Regions from separate parts of the Danio rerio genome. Here region 2 is linked to region 1. A link is a contact called in public Hi-C data. All regions are on one chromosome and are shown on one strand. Each heading gives the region's core, a stretch centred on a gene start, on an enhancer-like site or on the middle of the called end of the contact. The rest is flanking DNA. Distances are from core to core; before and after follow the strand shown. Region 1 holds the start of tia1 (TIA1 cytotoxic granule-associated RNA binding protein). Region 2 holds the start of man2a1 (mannosidase, alpha, class 2A, member 1).

What was found. A called contact is a pair of places that touch in the nucleus more often than the background predicts.
Region 2: a contact with region 1 is called in a Hi-C map of hematopoietic stem cells, with 3 times the contacts expected there. The contact joins the promoter of man2a1 here to the promoter of tia1 in region 1. A contact is called at or near these places in 3 of 18 Hi-C or Micro-C datasets (caudal fin, hematopoietic stem cells and an unstated tissue) and 1 of 4 datasets of contacts at active chromatin or transcription factors (caudal fin).

The regions. Positions count from the first base shown.
Region 1 is chr5:62,293,628-62,300,274 of GRCz12tu, reverse strand. tia1 (TIA1 cytotoxic granule-associated RNA binding protein) reads left to right here and starts at 4,045. Exons shown (of 12, transcript NM_212628.1): 1 at 4,045-4,252; 2 at 5,203-5,299; 3 at 5,567-5,665. The coding sequence starts at 4,224. tmem232 (transmembrane protein 232) reads right to left here and starts at 3,364. Exons shown (of 13, transcript NM_001100053.1): 1 at 3,183-3,364; 2 at 2,918-3,029; 3 at 1-66. The coding sequence starts at 3,316. trnag-ccc (transfer RNA glycine (anticodon CCC)) reads left to right here and starts at 3,732; the gene lies at 3,732-3,802.
Region 2 is chr5:62,461,211-62,467,857 of GRCz12tu, reverse strand. It overlaps man2a1 (mannosidase, alpha, class 2A, member 1), which reads left to right and starts at 3,279. Exons shown (of 22, transcript NM_001110027.2): 1 at 3,279-3,784; 2 at 5,383-5,640. The coding sequence starts at 3,659.

The sequences.
Region 1 (6,647 bases), core at 2,796-5,295:
TGTCCAGGCCCTGGGGAGATCAACATGTTTGCCTTCACCAGCAGCAGCTGTGAATCCTGCAAGGAGCTGAGTAGAAACAGAGAAAGAGAATCGCTACAGTTTAGTCCAGTATTTTATAGATGGAGATTTGGCTCCACCTCGTGGCTGGACAAATGCGTCAAATTTCATTCAAGGGATAGTTCACAAAACAAAATCAAACTCTGACATCATTTACTCGCTCTTTACCTGTTCCAAACATCTTTGATCGTTTTATCATCATTTGAACATAAAAGAGGATATGTTTGAAGAAAACTGGAAACCTGTAACCGTTGACCCCCACAGTGATACCGGTAAACGTGCAGGAAATTTCCTGAACAACTTCACTGGTAAATTCAAATATGTGCTTTTCACACAAGCAAGGAAAAGATCTTTTCACACATCCTTTCCAAAATACCGTAAATTCTGACATTAACTATAAATGAACTTTAAATGGTCATGCTTTTGTTTGTAAACATAAAGGGAGTCAAGTGGTTGCTGATTTCTTTTATTTAAAACTTTAGCATTCATGTAGCTGCTTTTGTCCCAGAGACAGACCAAATAACGATAGAATAAAAATCTACTTACCGAAGGCTGCGTGGTTGAGGCATCTCAAACACGCATGTGGAGATATATCGGTAAGACTTTACAATACCAGTACATCAATAATGATGTATTAACATGTAAACTAAACATTAGTTTATTATGAATTAATGATGAGTTAAGGTAAGCACTGATCATGAATTAAATTTAACTACAACATGATTCACATGAGTTCTTGTGTGAATGACGGCTACCTTAATTACTTGTTAGTACATGATTGTTTGTTAGTTAATGTATTAATTACTACATTAGTTTATGCTTAATTTAACCATGATGAACTCATGATATGTTAATGTATAATTATGTTGTGACTTTACTTGGAGGGGCACATCATCATTAACCCATTCTTAACTACTCATGAACTCCTTATGCGCGCCCAACAAGTGAGTTTACTCTGAATAACACTAGAAAATTGTTCTAGAGTATAATGGGACAGGAGTTCATGAGTAGTTAGGGATGAGTTAATAGTGATGTCCCCCTCCAAGTAAAGTCATGACATAACTATACATTAACAGCTCATGAGTTAATGTTGGTTACATTTAGCTTGAACTTAAATGTAAATTAATACATTATTTAACAACATGTACTAACAAGTAATTAAGGTAGTCGTTACTTACATATGAACACATGTGACTCATGTTGTAGTTAAAGCTAATTCATGATTAGTGCGTACCTTAACTCATCATTAATTCATAATAAACTAATGTTTAGTTTACATATTCATACATCATTATTCATGTACTGTTATTGCAAAGTGTTACCGATATATCTGAGTGTGCTGCGGCCTGTGAGATACTTTTAAAAATAAAAGACTACCAGTGTTGTAAACAACCTAAATCTAACTGACCAGAGTGCTTCTTCACACAACGGACAATTTAGCCTACCCAATTCACCTATACCACATGTCTTTGGGGGAAACCAGAACACCCGGAGGAAACCCACACGAAGGCAGGGAGAACATGCAAACTCCACATAGAAACAACAACTGAGTCAAGGTTCGAACCAGCAACCCAGCGACCTTCTTACTGTGAGGCGACACCCCTACCCACTGTGCCACTGCCTCGCCTTTCATGACGGTTTATCATATGCAATTTATCGATTAGTTTTTCCCCACAGTTGACACCAGAAACGTTATTTGATTAAAATGCAGCAGCTTAAAGTGTCTGGATAAGGATTCAAAGGCTTTTATTTTCATAAACTGTAGAGTAGACGTCTCATGTCAGAGCATTGTTTCTGACAAATTTCCTTCTGTTCACACCATAGACTGTAAGTTATGGGCATAGTATCCAGAAGTATTCAGATTCTGAAGTGCATTACAGGTCTAAAAAAAATTATATATGATAAATGATCTTAAGTAAAACAAATACATTTATAGATATGTATAAAAATTTCACTCACCTGGGAAATGGAGGCAACTTAAATGGTTTGTGAGAACAATTAAGTGCACACTGCATGCTAAAGTATCTGATAATTGTAGGAAATAATTTAAAAAAGCAACTGACTGTGTGAAGCCACATAAAACAACAAAAAAATTAGATATATATATGCCGAGTTCAGTTGCTAATCAGCCGGAATCAGCTGAGGTGACGAGATGGCGAGCAGTGAGACCTAGCTGTCGCTTAAGTGGGGCCCTTAATTATGCAGACTTAATAAAATTAAACGGTTGAGTTATAAAAAAAAAAATCACCCTCCTTACAGTTGTCATGAAGGGTATTAGCTATATGGACTAAAACCATCTTTATACCAGGCTGTAAACATGTTTTTATCAGCTGTAAAACTGGCAAATATACCATTGCAGTCAGAAATCATCTGGATTTCATGGACCCAACCCCCAAAGGCGAATTAATGAATAGCAGTTTTAGTTACTTCCATACTGGTTTCCCGAGGGAGTGTGGGAGGTTGCCGCTTGGTTCACACAGAGCAGCATTCGGGAAATTGTAATGTTACAACTTCTCTTTCCGGCAGAACATATTTACCATTATTTTTTTAAAGGGCCTGTTCACACATGGTCCGTTTCCAAAAGTCTGTTTGTGTGAAAGGGTCTATTGACTTCTATAGTATTAATTTGGAAATGGAAGTCAATGGTTGCAGGTTTTCATCTTTCTTAAAATTACCTTCTTTAGTACTAAACATAAAAGCTCATAAAGCTCTAAAACCGATTGAGGGTTTTATGTACAGGGATAATATGTGTATCATTTTTTATTGTAATACTGTATTGATATAATGCATTGTAGATTTGAATTAGCCTACTTTGTCATTATGTTTCTTCTATATAAATGTGTGTGAAACATTTTAATACCTTCCATCGACAAAGGAATTCTTTTGCAAGGTTTTCATACTTTTCCTGCTCCTTGCTACCTTGTACTTGATTGTATTTTTCAATAAAGTCTTCTGTTGTTTCAAGGGGATTTCTGTAAAATAAGAAAGAAAAGTCCTATTTACTGTCAGTTTTGTGTCAATACTACTACTACTACTAAAAATAATAATAATAATATAGTTGAATGGATAAATGGTTTATTTTTGGATAGCAAATCATTTACTTACCTTTTGAATTTTATACCTACCGTTTGATTTTTTTTCTTGCACTAACATTTCCAGTTTCTTCTCTCTTTTTTCTGTGGCGTTTTATTAATTGTTCGAGTTGAGATTGAGAAACTATTCCTAAATGATGTTTAATAGGAATTTTGAGTATAGGCATACTGATACATTCAGCAGTCAACCAGACACTGTACGTTGATAAAAAAGCACACAACGCAAAAACCTAGTTGAAAGGTTGCCATGGTTACTTTGTCAACAACACCATATAATTAAAATACATTTTATTTTATGAAATTAGAATATACACAACCTTTCAAATTGATTGCGATGCAAATGTCCTAAACGTAGACTGTGCTCGAAACGTTAATTTTGTATTATACATTTTCTGCCACCTTAAAATCCAATGGTTAATATGTTTCTGATCTAATAATTCACAATTCATAATTAGACAAAAAGCATTCTCCACGAGGAAAGCGTAATTTTGACAATTTTACTTAAAAAAATTCCCTTCCTGAAATATTCCCTTCATGGTTTGATCATCAATTATTAGGGACATTTACTCCCCTTCCCATAGAGCGCCGCTGGTGTAGTGGTATCATGCAAGATTCCCATTCTTGCGACCCGGGTTCGATTCCCGGGCGGCGCACTTACTTTTTGTCACGAATCTACGTAGTCTCCTACCTTTTTAAATCATATTACAATTGGTAACGTTACACGTCTAAACTAGCAATGTAATGCACAAAAGTTACGGTTTAATAAACAGTGCGTTAGCATTTGAGCACATTTTCAAAGCTTGCTTTTTTGTGCGCTTTGTACTTGGTACGCGCATGCGCGCTTGCATTTCCGGTCCGGCTCCTCCGCCATCTTATGTCGCCTTTCCATTGTTCATAACTGGAGTCAGCCGAGGCGGCATTTCACATTTACTCTCATTATAACAGGTTTGACGGAGATCAGAGAGGGTAACAACACTGGAAAAAGCGAGACACGGGTGGAACGCGAGATCATCTCACAATCGACACAAGAGGAGTTTCTCTCAGGGTTCGGTGTCTTAATTCTATCAGGAAAATATGATGGACGACGAGCAGCCCAAGACCCTGTACGTATATCGGCATTATACTCTAGTACTTTAGACAGCCAACTTCACATCATGCCAAGCCATAGTTTAAAAAAAACACTCTCTGCTTTGTCATTTCTCTTAACTGACGCGTAACGGCAGCTCTAAGCAGTCCTGACTGTGATGCTAAAGGAACTACAACCACAAAGCAGACGTGTAAAATCTGAGCCCCAAACAAAAGCCCTGAATGCTGGAATGAAAAATTCACACTAGATTTAGGGCTCAATATCGGGAGACAAAGGCCAGTCGTGTGATTTAAAGCATCTCGCACACCATGTGCTAGTTAGTGAGTTAATTTGGATAATTGCAGCAGGCCTTTAGAGGCCAGAGCACGGCGCGAGCACACACACTCGCACACTGCTGTCTGTGTTTGAGTGCGTGAAGTTGCCTTGTACTTACTGAAAGCTCATTGTCTTTACAGCTTTGGTAGACAAAGAATCCGTCTCATGCGTTCAGATATGTATTTATAACGCACAATGTTTAAACTGTTGACACTCAGCCCGAATGTAAATATAGATTAATATATGTTAAAATGGTTCTTATTTTGGTCTTATCAGACTGCTCGTATCCGACAGTGAGGGCTTTTGTTGCTGGCTGCGCGCTCGTGCGTGCTCCTCTGCTCTGTTTTGTCATGTCTTTGTTTGAAACCTGTACATACGATAATAATAAGCAGCTCGTTGCCGGATGGCTAATGAGGTTTTTAAGGTTAAGTAGCGGCCCGTGGGTCCTCATGCCTACCGAGTTCTTTTGTAATGTAGATTAGGCGGATCATTTTGATTCAGGTACTTGAAGATGCCACATAGTGCGTGCCTGGACCCCTATAATTAGTGTATCAGATTATAGATTTAAATAAAGGTTTCTTGAATTCAACAGGCCACTCACTCTTATTTGCTTATCCTCCTTTTTAATATTAAACCTTATTTTAAATGCAGGTATGTCGGAAACCTGTCTCGAGATGTGACCGAGGCCCTTATTATGCAGCTCTTTGGTCAGATTGGCCCCTGCAAGAGCTGTAAAATGATTGTCGATGTGAGTATATTTTAACACGTATATTAATGCAAGTTTTTGACCATCATTGTGATACACAAACAGACAGGCACACGTATGTATGTGTGTGTGTATATAAATACACACACACACACACACACACTGTGCCCATATTGAAATGCTCTTTTAGTAATGTTTAAAAGCAACACCTTATTTCCCCTTTTAATGTTACATATTAACAAGGTTTCTTTTTCAAAGACTTGATATAAGAAATTAATTTGATGTCTAATTGTACTTGTTTGCTTTCAGACGGCAGGTAACGATCCATACTGCTTTGTGGAGTTCTTCGAACATAGGCACGCAGCGGCCTCGCTCGCAGCCATGAATGGGCGTAAAATAATGGGTAAGGTAAGCTATCGTATCTACAGGGTGAGTTGGGCTGGGACGGGAGGGTGGGACTGTTAAAATCTTATGTGTATTAAACTTGACCACATGATTTTGAGGTCAATATTTAGCTTGTGAACTGGATGTACAGTGTGAACTAAAAAGGAGAGTTTGAGATGGTGACCTATAGACCTATATTTCAATATGATGTCATTGGCCCATGAAAATTTCCTTCTCGTTGTCACTATTTCAACTTTAACAAGAGGCAATTCAATGTTAATTTTATGTTCAAACACCTGACATGGGATTATTTATCAATAGTTGCACGTTGTTTGGATTCTCGGATGCTATGAAAATTAAAAATGTAAAGCAGGACCATTGTAATTGTTTAAATCCCCAAAAATGGACTATATAGGGAAAAAACATTCTCCTCCCATAAGAAATTTGTTGATTTATTATTTGATTTAACAAAATAATGTAATAGTAATAAGTGCGTCCACATAAAGAGGCACCTCTTTAAAGCTCTTAATTGAATTTTATTTAATTCTAAAATTCATCTAGTTTTTATTTGATTTACCACAAACCATCACCACATCCAAAATACATAAGGCAACATTATGAAAAACACTATAAATGACACCCACACTCACTTGCGGTCTTGTCATCTTAGTAGTTCATAAATAATATTTAAGATGTCTTGCTGAATATTACCATTCCAAGTTATGGATCAAAAAGATTTTAAAACAGTTTGTTAAGAAAAATGTAGTAAAACCATATTATTCTGGAATATTGTTATAAATGAATAACTATTCCTGTTTCCAAGTACTGAGTTGTGGCTGGAAGGGCATCCACGGTGTAAAAACATATGCTAGATAAGTTGGTGGTAATATTTGTAATATTATGTAAATATATTAAGTATAATTTCTCATCAGTGTTTGAAAGTAGATTTGTAATTTGCATCATATTAGGGAACTAATAAATATTTTGACTGATTTGCTGAATAAAA
Region 2 (6,647 bases), core at 2,030-4,529, 170 kb before region 1:
CTGGGCTCGGAGGCATCCAGATGAATTAGTATTTCAGGTGTTTTTTTGGGAGAAATTGATGTTGTGCGCTCCTGATCAAAGAAGAAAAGGATCATCTAGATTGTTACCAGCATGAAGTCCAAAAGCCAAGGTCTGTTATGGTATAGATTTTTTATTAGTGTTTTCCACACTGTTCTAACTTTTTCTTATTTGTTGTACATTAGTTATAGTTTTTCATTCGTTTTTACATGAAAATATTAATGCATTAACTAACATTGACTAATTATTAACAATACATTTGTCACAGTTTTAATTAACCTTTATTAATGTTAGTGTTAATAAAAGTACAACTGCTTATTCATTCTAGTTTAGGTTTATTAAATTTATCTGATACAACTTTGAGTTTTAACAACGTTGGCCTTTAGATTTTAAATGTTTAAATTTAACTGAACTTAATACATCCTTTATGAGACTTTTTTTCATTGTTAGTTCTCGTTTATGTTGTCAAACCTACCTAGAGAGAGCCCATGTGCGACAAGTTAGGAAAAAAACTGCAAATAGAAAATCACTAACTGAAAGAAATGGCACAATTATTGTGAAATGAAAAGGTTTTTTTATCCCATGCTAGCAAGAGTTAGTCTCAGAACAACTGTAACAAGTATGGTAGACTACTCTTAGGTGTTAAATATGTAAACAGGAAGCAGCTGTGTTTGACTGTTTTGGGGTCTCCAACACATTTCCATTGTGGTCTGTGCAATTTGAAAAATGTTTCTATACTTGTGTGTCAAATTGAAAAAGGTTTTTTATTTTTTTAATTTGTAAGTGTTTTTATATATGAATGTGTTTTGCATATAGAAAAATCTTGCAAGCACGTTTCTGTTTTATCTTGTGTTGTGAGAATTTGGACTTGAAGATGTTCTCTCAATCTTTTTGTTCTTTTCTATTTGCATGTATTTTCTTGACGATTGAGTTCTTTTGGCCACCATAATTGTATAATTCAAAATGAATTGCAAATATATTGAAATATGAAACAACACCAGTTAATAAGTAAATGTTTATTTATGGGCTGCATGGTGGCTCAGTGGTTAGCACTGTTGCCTCACAACAATAAGGTTATTGGTTCGAGTCACAGCTGGGCCAGTTGTTGTTTCTGTGTGGAGTTTGAATGTTCTCCCTGTGTTTGCGTGGTTTCCTCTGAGTGCTCCAGTTTCCCCCAGTCCAAAGATGTGCTAAAAGTGAATTGGATAAACTAAATTGGCCATTGTTTTTAAGTGTGTGTGTGAATGTGAGAGTGTATGGGTGTTTCCCAGTACTGTGTTGTGGCTGGAAGAGCATCTGCTGCATAAAACATATGCCAGAGTTAGCAGTTCATTCTGCTATGGTGACCCCTAATAAATAAGGCACTAAGCCAAAGGAAAATTAATGAATGTTTGGCATCATTACACCCACACAAAATCTGCACCTGCAGAAATCCACATTTTTTCCCTAATTTTTAAGCCTATCATTTAACTTGTTTACTCATGTAAATATATAGTTATTAATTTTTATATTAATTTCAGTGTGATTACAGAATAATATGCAAGTATTTCAATAATTTACAAAAAATGTGAGTAATATTTTCTGTCTATTAATGGATGTATTATATGAGAAACCTGCTGTAGCTTTGTTTATGAAACAAATGGTTCTAATTGTAAGTTGGTTTTTATGTCTTCAAAAAAAGTTTTTTTATTTTGTGTGTAGGTTGTCAGCTCTTACACTCTTGAAATCCTTCGCCATAAATTAGCATATTTTTACAAATTCTGTGCATAAATAGCACAAAGAGGTCAGCAGATTCTTCTGGCCCTGGTTTACATAAACGCCATATTTCTATAGGATGCCTTACAATAATACAGTAATATCGTTACAAATATATCCGTTTGTAAATGTAAATATCCGGTGCATATATACATTTGTAAATTTATGATATTTACATATCTATTTGAAATTCCTGATTATACTAAATAACAACCTGTATATTATGTTTGTATTTATTTGCACATTCCTGATTATTAATAGTAACCTGTACATTGTTCATTTATTTGTAAATCTCTGATTACTTAATACAACCTGTATATTATGTTGATAGTGCATCCATCTTTAAATATTTGTCATAGTTTTCTGTAAGTGCACTTATAACTTATACCTATATCTTGCATTTACTGATTTTGTATTTTTAGACCTAAACTGCATTTTGTGAATAATCTAAACTAATTAGTCAGTACCAAAGACAAAACTGGAACTAATCTAACAAAAAGAAACTTAAAGATAACTCTGCAAAATTAGTACACCCAAACTGATGTAGCGGGAAAAAAACAAAGCAAAAAAGAAAAACAGGACAAAAACACCCAAATTAATATGTAGAGGAAAAAACATCATTCAATCATTTTCGGCTTAGTCCCTTTATTAATCCGAAGTCACCACAGCAAAATGAACCGCCCACTTATTCAGCACGTTTTACGCAGCGGATGCCTTTCCAGCTTCCAACCCATCTCTGGGAAACATCCATACACACTCATACACTACGAACAATTTTGCCTACCTAATTGACCTGTACCGCATGTCTTTGGACTGTGAGGAAAAAACGGAGCACCAGGAGGAAACCAACGCGAACGCAGGGAGAACATGCAAAGTACACACAACTGACCCAGCCGAGGCTCGAACCAGCAACCTTCTTGCTGTGAGGTGACAGCACTACCTACTGCGCCACTGCGTCGCCGGAAAAAAATATAAAATTAAAATAAAACAAGACAAATTAAAAACAGGAATGAATCAAGAAAAACAAACAATTTCTAAATTTTGCTGTTGTGATAGCTCATTTGATTTTAAATGTGTTATGTTTCTATTCCTAAAGATGCCAGGTAAACAAACTCTGATTTGAATGTATATAAATGTTTAATAAAACAGTTTTATTTAAATGCATAATTTTTTAGCTATATTTACAAAACATTGATAAAAATATGCATTTTCTTGTGGGGGTGTAATAATTTAAGCCAACCACTTCTCTTTCTGTCTCTTATGATGAAAGCAGCAAAACCAGGGTAGAATTTTGACTGAAATGTACACCTAAAACAATTTTGATATGTGTTGGGACAACATGAAGAAATTCAGTTAACCTATTAGTATTTAGACATTTAAGTGGAAACCTAATACGAAAAAGAGTTGTGTTGTTTCAGCTCATTTTAAGTAGTTTGAACAAACAGCAGACGTAAATTTGTTGAGTGTATGTGCTCACCTGAGTTTGCGTGTGTGTGTTGTGTGAGTGATGTGTTCACTCGTTAGGCGGCGCAACTCCACGCTCACTTTTACTCTGTCGGAGGCACAGTAGTGAGTGCAGGAAGGGGGCAGGGTTGACGCTTTTCCTTTGCCTGTAGACCGTCACAATTTGCTGAATCACACAAACTCTTCCGCATCGTCAAAACTTTGAAGACATATCGCATTGGATTCAGTCCGTGGACTCACACCGCGACATTTCTTCCACCGCGAGACAGAGAAGGGAAGGTGTCCCAATCCGCGCAACTCCTCTTCCTGGCGAGAAGAGCTTTCTTTTTCACTTCTGCCTTCTGTCACCTACGGGACCACCGCTCGACACAAGCCTTTAAAAGTTTGCCTTTGGTGTGAATGTGCTGGACTTGTCTGAGAAATGAAGCTCAGCAGACAGTTTACAGTTTTTGGCAGTGCCATATTCTGTGTGGTGGTATTTTCCTTGTACCTGATGTTGGATCATATTGATCACAGCAAAAATCCGAACGGAGAGAGGATTCAGAACGTAAGTAACGTTACCGACCGCTGTCTTATAATTGACGTTATCCATAAATTGTAAACATAATGTATGATTTTTGTGTGTGTGTTCAGACTGCTGAATGCGCTGAGGAAAATACACTTTTCAGTTGTTTGAACTACTCGTTTGATGGTTTCTTTCCAAGTGACATTAATGTATTAAAATAATACACATGCACAGAATTAAAATGGCTGTGATCGGTAACCGTATTTTCCGCATCACTACTACTTTGATCATGTGACTTTTATTTGTAATTCATTGATATACATCACGAAACTCTTGAAGTCGACTTAAAAGAGAGATTAGTTTAGTTTTGGACGGTGAACTGATCTCAAAGGTCATTTCCTTGCTGTCCTTAGCGTCGATAGTTGTTTTTTTTCTTCCAAATTTCTTCGAAGTGCAAACATTAAACAAAGTTAGTCATTCATAGTAAATACCCCTAATGTTTTTTAAACATACTATAGAAAGGTAATTGAATGAATCTGTTGTGGCAGTAGCTGTAGCACTACAGTAATGTAAACAAATTACCCAATACTGTATTTTCTATACAAGTTATTGGATAAATACTAAAGTATACACCACAGCTTACTGTAGTAAAAACTGCTGTATACTGCAGTATTTATTACAGTTTATCAGTTCATGATAGGTAATACTACAGTTTGCTGTACCATTACATGGGGGTGGTAAATACTATAGTATATACATTTATAGTATATGTACTCTATACATTTAAATATATAATAATGTTCAGTAAACACTATAGTATTTTTTATTTTATTGTTTTCAATCATTTTGAGAAGGTGGACGTTGTAAGATTAGCCTTGAAGTGTACTTGTCAGTTGGTTTGTGATCCACTAAATAAAGTATGAAATACACAACCTAACAAAAGTCGTGTCGCCTATGCAAGTTTGCAAGAACAACAAAAAATAACTTGACTTCTTGTATTGTGTACAAATACAAATGATTATTTTTAAACTCTGAAAGCTTCATAAACAGTGTGCTTTTAACAGGGTATCTGTGGGGTCTTAAAATGTCTTAAATAAAAAAAAGACAATTCTCTTAAAGTCTTAAACTCACTGAAATATTGTCTTGTAGGTCATAAATCTTTTTAAAGGGGTCTTAATTTTCCGTTGTTTATGTAAGGCTACCGAGTGGATCCAAGACACATCCAATCACAAACAACACATCTCAAAAGTTTTATAGCTACTCATAACTAATATTATAACTTTAGTCTGTTGTGCAAACATTTGCTTTTTAATTTAGTATTCATTTAGTTTTTTAAGTTATGTTGAACAAAAACGTACAGTATGTATACAACTAAGGCCTGCTTGTTTTAACACATAACTTAAAATAAATGGCTAAAACGTGACTAATTACAGTACATCTAGCCCTATATAAGTCTGAAAAGGTCCTAAAAAGTCTTAAGTTTGACTTGGGGAAACCTGTAGAAACCCTGTTTGAGTAATTTGTGTTTGTGTTGTGTAGTAACTGTTAAGTCATTGTCTGGATTTTGTGCTGAAGTTCTACATAATCCCACCCAGGTCAGTGTTAAAAGTGTTACTCAGGGTTTTTTCTGTGTTCTACAGGGACAGATTGGTATTCTGCAGGACAAAATAGACCACTTAGAGAGACTGCTTGCGGAGAACAATGAGATCATCGGCAACATAAGAGACTCTGTAATTAACCTGAGGGAAACTGTGAAAGATGGGAAGATGTTTCCTGAAGCGAACATGAGTCAGGGGAATTTGGAATTGTTGCCCCCTGCTCCTGCGCTGCTCCCCATCCTCTCAGATGACTGCCAGTTTGCAGGACAGACCTACTCTAAAGCAGCAGATGGAGTACAGGTATAGAGGGAAAAGACATTTTAAGATTAAGTGAACCAATTGTTTACTTTTAGAGCTCAACAATGAGAATTTCTTCTTCTTGCTGTGTCAGGGCAGTGGGTAAAATTTTGTACTTGCTTTCCTAATACAATCACAAAAAAATTTATACTTTTTAATTTTTAATCAACATTTAACTCTTAAATATTAACTCTCCTAGCTTTTTAATAACTGATTTCTTTTGTTTTTGTCATAATAACGGTACACAATATTTTACCAGATATGTTTCAAGACACTATTATTCAGCTTCAAGTGACATTGATAGGCTTGACTTGGTAATTAGATTAACTAGACAAGTTAGGGTAATAATTAGGAAAGTCAATAACGATAGTTTGTTCTGTAGACAATCAAATAAATCTTGCGCAAGGGGGCTTATAATATTGACCTTAAATTGGTTAAAAAAAAAATTCAACTGCATTATTCTAGCCAAAATAAAACAAAGACTTTCTTCAGATAAAAAAAAAATATTTCAGGAAATCCTTTGGAAAAATTCCTTGTTCTATTGAGCACAATTTGGAAAATATTTAAAATGAAATTTACAGGAGGGCTTTAAATTTAGACTAACTGTGAATACACACACACACACACACACACACACACACACATATATATATATATATATATATATATATATATATATATATATATATATATATAAATATAATTGAAATATCATTTGCAATATATTAGTACTTCCATTTCTATGTATTATTATTATTAAGTTTTTTAAAAATACATCTAATTCTAATATGCTACAATATCCCTGTTTTTACTGTATTATAATCTATTACATTTTGTCTTGATGAGCATGATAATTTTTAAAACATATTACAGTAATCTTTTATAGTCAAAACTTTTCTATTAGGCTGTATTTAATGAAAAGAATGGTTCTAACGTATGTATTTACATGCATACATGTTTACGCATTAACTACAGTACATCTAATAGTACAAAGTTGATGTTTGAACAAA